Regions from separate parts of the Rattus norvegicus genome. Here region 2 is linked to region 1. A link is a contact called in public Hi-C data. All regions are on one chromosome and are shown on one strand. The core of a region is the stretch at or near the end of the contact, and the rest is flanking DNA. Distances in the headings are between cores, read along the strand shown.

The links. A called contact is a pair of places that touch in the nucleus more often than the background predicts.
Region 2: a contact with region 1 is called in a Hi-C map of frontal cortex, with 2.4 times the contacts expected there. The contact joins the enhancer-like site here to the promoter of Fkbp4 in region 1. A contact is called at or near these places in 4 of 12 Hi-C or Micro-C datasets (the A7r5 cell line, frontal cortex, mammary epithelial cells and 1 more) and 1 of 1 datasets of contacts at active chromatin or transcription factors (oligodendrocytes).

What each region holds. Positions count from the first base shown.
Region 1 is chr4:163,396,306-163,399,850 of GRCr8, forward strand. It overlaps Fkbp4 (FKBP prolyl isomerase 4), which reads right to left and starts at 1,613. Exons shown (of 10, transcript NM_001191863.1): 1 at 1,344-1,613. The coding sequence starts at 1,448. LOC102554670 (a long non-coding RNA gene) reads left to right here and starts at 1,676. Exons shown (of 3, transcript XR_005503974.2): 1 at 1,676-2,320; 2 at 2,442-2,632.
Region 2 is chr4:163,666,248-163,669,792 of GRCr8, forward strand. No RefSeq gene overlaps it. Among named protein-coding and RNA genes, the nearest start is that of Klrb1b, 20 kb to the left of the region's middle. Within about 2 kb of position 1,679, at least 92 of the 93 cell types and tissues checked have an H3K27ac peak or open chromatin away from gene starts, as enhancers often do. A contact at or near this core is called in the A7r5 cell line, where this site is marked.

The DNA of each region.
Region 1 (3,545 bases), core at 363-2,862:
ACTAGTGGGTCATCAGATCAGGGTCTGGTTTGAACAGAATGGAACAGGAGTAATGAAAAGAACAGATCTGCTCAAAACTGGGAAAAGCAAGGGCCAGATTACAGACGGGCACAATGGCTCTGGTGTATCAGGTGCTGGAAATTAGACATGGGAAAGGAAACTACCTGACTGGCAAGCTAAGGGGTCCTTTACCTCCCATGCATGTATAGGCAGGCATCTACTTCTGCTTAATATTTATTTGTATATATATATGGTGACCCCATGGGCAGGCCAATAGGTGGATGTGGGACTATCCTCTAAGGGAAAGCTTCCTTCATAAGGATGTACAGGGTCCTGGAAGCAATGGAGCATAAAAGAGGAATTGACTCCCTCTGGGGATTAGAACCTAGTGCAAAGAAGGGCCACATGTTCACCAGGAGCAGCTAGATAGAGCTAAGGTAAAAAAAAAAAAAAAAAAAAAAGACAAGAGCATTTCTGGGCTAACAAGGCTCCCTAAGGTCTGCTTTGCACAAGCCACACACACTAGGAGCCGAGAGATGGGACACACGGAGGAGGAGAAACAATCGATGCAGGGAGACATGCAATGTGGGTTAGGATTTCAACGTCCTGGACTGCTGGCAGAACCTGCTCTGAACCGGCGCCCATTGTCCTGACCTGGGTCAGGGCGCCCTCCCCCTCGCTCCTCGGGCTATTTGCAGTCAGGCGATTAGTGAGCCGCTGGCTCCAGGGCAATGCACCTCCCCCACGGTTAGCACCCGGTACCCCCAACTCAGAAAGACTCAGGAGGGACAGGCGAGGAACTACAGGTCCCGGCATGCATCGCTCTCGCTCTCCCCGGGCCGAGAAAGGGGGCACAGCATGGCCGAGCCCGTGACCTCGCTGGATCTCAGCGATTGCAAAAGGGGCGCGGAAAAGCACAATGAGCTTTGGGCCAGGAACCTGCTCCCGGGAGCCGTTTTTGGTTCTAGCTAATGTTTAACTTTCAAGTGGGCGAGCCCTGGAGCACCTTCGTCCAGGTGGCCGGCGCACGCTGCAGCCGAGGGGTTCCCGGGAGGCGAGGCCCGAGTCCCTCGGCACGTCCGGGCCTCGTGCGCCCCGCCCGGGCCCCTGGCTGTGGCTCTCGCGCTCCGCTCCGCCCCTCTCAGCCGCACAGTGCAGCCGGCTCGAGTTGGCGTTGCACTGGGGGATCCTTCCCGGACCGGGGCCGCACCCTCAGGAGCGTGCAGCCGCCGTGCGGTCTTCAGGGCTGCAGCCCGCGTAGGGAAGACGAATTCCCCCACCCTCCGGCCACGATACCCCTGAGGCCCTTGAGCCTGCAGCCGAGGGTTCCACGGCCCCCTCACCTTGAGCACGCCCTCGTCCTGCTTGGGGCTGATGTCCACTCCTTCGAGAGGCAGGGGCGCCGATTGCGCCCCGTTCTCCGCCACCTTCATCTCCTCGGCGGTCATGGCCGCTGGGCGCACCGTTGGCTGCGGGAGTGGGGCGAGCGCGAGCCCGGCACTCTGGCCGCCGACCGGGATGAGCGGCGGGGTGGCGTGCAGCGGAAGGCAGCGCTGCCCACCTCGAACCGCGCTCCAGGCTCGCGCACCGGGCTCTCCGCGCGCTCGCCGGCGGCTGCGGAGTAGGGCGACGCCGAGGGGCGGGCCCGCGCGGCGCGTCTCCGTCCGCAATTGGTCCTATCTGCCTCGGGGGCGGGGCAGGGAGGAGCGGCACGAGCCCGGCTGCAGAGGGGCGGGAGCGGAGAACTTTCTAGAGAAGCGGTTAAACGGGTTGGGGCTCTTGGGCTGAGGGTATTGGAGCGGTTTGGTTTTTTGTTTTTACATTGTTTTTGTTAAGATTTGCTTCTCTGGTTGATAGCTTTTAGGGGTGCCCTCCTCTCCAACACTAGGACCTCTGGGATTTTGAAGATCACAGTCTTCCTTATGTCGTCCCTCCCCACCCCCACCCCCTCCGCCCGCGGCTAGCAGATTTTTCCAGATCCTTCTCCATCCTCAGGACTCCCAAGTCTGGGCCTGTCTGGTGGCCCGCCCTGTGCACCCAGGCCCACAGTGTAATAGCTGGAGACAGCCAGATGTGAAGTGGCAAAGGTCGGCCTCCCCTGACTGTGCGGCCGATGCCTATGGTCCCAGGCGTGGGCACTTGAGTAGTGTGGGAAGAGAGGTCCAGGGAGTGAAAGCGTGGGCCCAGGAGGGAACAGTTTAGCCCAGGTGCACAAATTGGACACAACTTTGCCCTCTCTGCAGCCTGGCAGGCCCACCGCATGAGTTGCTTTCTAAAATACCATGAGCAGATATGTAAGAGACAAAGACTTGTAAGTGGGGTACGTGTGTAAAAATACGTTTTCTCCCACCATACTAATTAGCCTTTTTTGTTTAGTACTGGAGCACAAAATAGTTTTAGCACACATGGAAAAAAAATTCCCCTTTCCCCCTTTACTAAAGGTGAAGGAACCTTTTCTTCTCAACCTGATGCTCCTAAGAGATGCTTGTGGAGTTCCGAGTCCGTGTGGCTAAAACCATGAAGTTCTGATTACTGAAACAGTGATGGCTTGGTCTGCTGACTTGATGGAAGATCTGTCTGGAGAGGTCCTGACTGCCCAGCCGGATAGTACCACAGTTATACATAGAGCCTGGTGAGTGCTACCAGATCTACCTATTGTATTATTGGCTTTGTGAATTTTCACTCCAGTGTAATGAACTTTTTCCGTCTCCATGTGCCCAGCATGATGCCGTTCGTTGTACTAAGCCAGAGATGGCATTAAGTAGGCAACAGGCTGTTTATTATATGGGGCCTGCGAGATTGTGCTTTTGAACCTAGGTTTGATCCCTAACACCCACAATGTTGGGAAAAGTCCTTCAACGTTGTCTTTTGACATCCACACTTGTGCCCTATTATTCCTCCCAGAGGAGTGAAATAATAATAATAATAATAATAATAATAATAATAATAATAATAATAACTCTTATTATAATGGTTTAAGCATGTTAAATATTTTATTGTAGTCCCTTCTGCTGGACTGTCGAACGGGATGTAGAAGTAACCCATTCTTTCCAGCAATTTATAGTCTTACGAGTTTAACCACAATCTAAGACTCCTTTGGTGGCTAGAGACACTGCCAAAGAATATGGAAGGGAGTGAGTGGCTACTCCAGTAGGGAGGGCTCTTGTATACCACTGGCTTGCACACGGTACTTAACTCTCTGTTGCTCTCCTATATACCTGTTGATTGTGGGAGAGACTTTGGTTGACCCTGGGGTGTTATCTGGCACAGCAAGTTGTGATGGAGAAGCTAAGTACTAGCAGTGAGTTTGTGTCTCTTCCCTGAGAACAGCATTGTGGGCCTAAATCCTTTGATCTCATGCAGCACTTTCCAGCTGAGCACCAGCACGTGCCTGCTGGAACAGAGTAACCTCGGGTTAGAGTAGACGGTGCTTATGGATTAGCAGTAAGCAAAGGGTTGGCTTACCTTACAGTACGGCTGTCTTAAGTCGAGGCAGGTTGCCTCATTTGTTAGCCTCTGTCTCTCGTCTGTGAGTCCTGTCAATA
Region 2 (3,545 bases), core at 429-2,928, 270 kb after region 1:
AGCATACACACACACACACACACACACACACACACACACACACACCACACCACACACACACACACACACACACACACAGAGAGAGAGAGAGAGAGAGAGAGAGAGAGAGAGAGAGAGAGAGAGAACCGGAGACTTCCTTTCAAACACATAGGAATCCTCAGTGTGCCCATTGAAGTTGCTTGGAGTCCCTGTTTTGCCTCTACTTCATTCCACGATCCACAGGCAGATGGTAGCTTTGTCAATGTTGTCTGCTCTGATAAGGTGGAGAAGAATAATTCCATTCTGGTTCTCCTTCCACAGATGTGGAGTCTCCAGTTCTCTCCCACCAGTCTCTCTGTGTCTCTGTCTCTGTGTCTCTGTCTCTGTGTCTCTGTCTCTCTCTGTCTCTGTCTCTCTCTGTCTCTGTCTCTCTCTCTCTGTCTCTCTGTCTCTCTCTCTCTGTCTCTCTCTCTGTCTCTCTCTCTGTCTCTCTCTCTCTGTCTCTCTCTCTGTCTCTCTCTCTGTCTCTCTCTCTCTGTCTCTCTTCTCTCTCTCTCTCTCTCTCTCTCTCTCTCTCTCTCTCTCTCTCTCTCTCTCTCTCTCTCTCTCTCTCTCTCTCAGTCTTTTAGTCTCTCATTGCTCAATGTTAAGGGGAAGCTTTGCTCAGCAGCAAGCACTCTGCCTTCTCACGCCATCTCCGGGGGCCCAGAAAGAACTTATCAGAACTAAAACAGAAGAACTGGATTTTTGTCCCACTGTTTACCCATGGGTGTAAAGAACCTTGCTCACGTTCTTTAATATCTTGCTACAGCCAAGTTCAGGGTGGACAAATGGGTGGATATCCAGATGAACGCACCCTGGGGCAAGGACTACTCTTAAAGCAGGGGGTGAGGCGGTCCTCCCGAGCTGATGGGCACCTTGAAGGGGGTGTCTACCACTAAAGGAAGGTGAATATTTTGGCGATCTGGGGGACCAGTGGGCAAGAATCAGCGATGTCCACGCACTATTTTATTTCCATGTCGAGTTCTATTCCCACCCTGACCCAGCCTTTCCTCAGGGATGGAAGTCAGAGTCAAGCTTCCAAGTGCTAAGTGGCCCCAGCTGGTTGCGGGAGGATTGAGTTTTAAAAATTGTCAGTCATCCCCGCCTTGCGGTGCTGGACTGAGTTTCCTGTTTTGACCCGCGGGGGGCGCAGGGAGGGAAGGACCTTCCGGGATTGTGCGGTTGTGGTTCGTTCTGTGAGGGCGGCGGGCGTGAAGCCGGAGCTCAGCGGAGAGTGTGTGTAAGACCAGTGGAGACGGTGGAAAGGTCGGAGTGCTGCCACTACGATTCTTTCGCTAAATACCCGTTAGCTTGCGTCACTAAGGGGATGCTTCAATAGAACAATTTGCAAACGCTTTCTCGCCGGTTCTGGTGGCGCAGGCCGGTAGGATTTGCTGAAGGAGGCAGAGGCAGGAGGATCTGGAGTTCGAGACCAGCCTGGTCTACACTTTTTTTTTTCTCCTAGTTTCAACAAAAACACACAAATCTGGGGCTACACTACACCTCCAAGCGCCCCAAGGCCGTTTCTTATGCTTCTTCCGCCTGGAATCTGATCGAGTACCCGCACCCCAACCCGTACGAGCTTCTCCAGCCCCACGGGCTCCGCTCCACACTGCAACTCACACTTATCCATGCACAGGCCCGACCCTCACGCCTGTAGTCCACAACCCTCTCTCCCGGATAGGCTTTCTCTCCTCTCTACAATCCGCCTGCTCGGCCCTCTCGCGCCCCTTTGGTTTATTTTCTCCAGTCCTGCACCATAATGAGTCGTCAGTCACTGTTCAGAGCAAAATGTTTGCTGCAAATAGTTCGGTTCTTTTCTCCTGGAATGTTCGGTTTTATGCCCAGGAAAAACGAATCAGAGTTGTTTGGAATTGGGAACAAGAATGTACTCGGCGGAGGGGTGGTTGCGCAACGCCTAGTTAGTTACTTCACAGAAAGAATGCGAGGCGGCGTCGGGCTGGAGAGATGGCTCAGCCGTTAAAGGCTAGGCTCACAACCAAAAATATAAGAGTTCGGTTCCCAGCACCCACGGCTGTCTCTCCAGCCACCTTTTTTGTCCCACACCGCACCCTCGCACACATATAAAGACCATGTTAAACAAAAAACAAAAACAGAATCTATTCCTCACCGGTGAGACTTTAATTCAGATTTAATTCTCAGCGCCGAGCCTTACCAATTTAGCTGCCCTGAAATTCTCTGAAACGCCCTGAATTTCAATTAACTGAATTGAAAGTCAATTTCAGTTTTACACACAGATGCTCAAAGACTCAGAGAACTCAGAGAACTCTGGCTGCTTTACACCCTTGCTCTTTTGCCTGATGTTCTTGACATGAACTTCAGGGCTCGCAGTGTGGGCTCAGCGAACACCCAGACAAAGAGATCTGCCCGCCCACACCTCTGCTGCTCCACACCCTCCCTGCACTCGACCTTCGGATTTCTGCTCTGGCTTCTGCCCTAGTCCCTTAGTGTGATGACCTCTTTCACCTGGTGCATTTTCTCCCTTTCCCCATTGCTGCTGAGGCCACACCGGAATCTCTATTTCTTTGTCCCCCCTTCCCTCCTCATCATGTTCTTTCCCTTCTTTTGAAAATAGTGGTTGAACCTTCCTTGTCTTAGTTTGCTTTCTACAGGTCTGAGAAAACACCAGGACCAAATACAAGTTGGGTTATGTGTCCTAATCATACTCCCTCACTGAGGAACTGAGGGCAGGAACTCCAGGCAGGAACCGGGAGGCCCTGACAGAACACTGCTTTCAACCTTGCTGCCCAAAACTTTCTTCTCAGTGTGCTTTCTTATTCTTTCCATGGTCACCGGGCCTGGGATAAAACCTCACCCAGTGTGCTAGTCACAGCCCACGCCGTCATCTAACAGCTTTCAAGAAAGGACCCTGGCAGGCAGGCCTACAGCACATTTTAATGGGGACATTTTCTCAATTGATGTTCCTTGCCCCCTCCAGTCCCCAGCTAACCATCTTGCGTCAAGGTGACCAAAACCAAAACCAACCAACCAAACAAACAAACAACCAAACAACCAACCAAACAAACAAAAAACTGACCTGCAAAATTAACCCCTTGCCAACTTGACCTACAAAGCCATAATTTTTCCTTTCTTGTTTGTCTCCAAGATGTAATGTTAATATTAATACCACAATAGAAAACATAGTATGTCTTTAGAAGTCCCACAGTCTTAATTTCTTTCAGCATTTTAATTGTCTACTGTCTCTTTAAAAGTCTAACGCCTCGGAACTGTTGGCTTCTATAAAATCCTGAACCCCTCTAAAGCACCAGGACACAGGTTTTCCCCAACACCTTTATTGTTTTCTGGGCTCTTTTGCTGAGGACTCTCACTATTCAGCTGGGAGGGCAAACCTTCCTGCCTATGGAGGTCATTGTGTTTGTGGACTGGCTGACCCAGGTCCCCTCTGTTGTTGACGATTAGCCAGGTGGTCAATGTTGCCCCCAAGTGGTCAGACCTCCCCATGACTTTGCTAAAGTTTGTCCCGTAGTGAGCAGGCAGCCAGC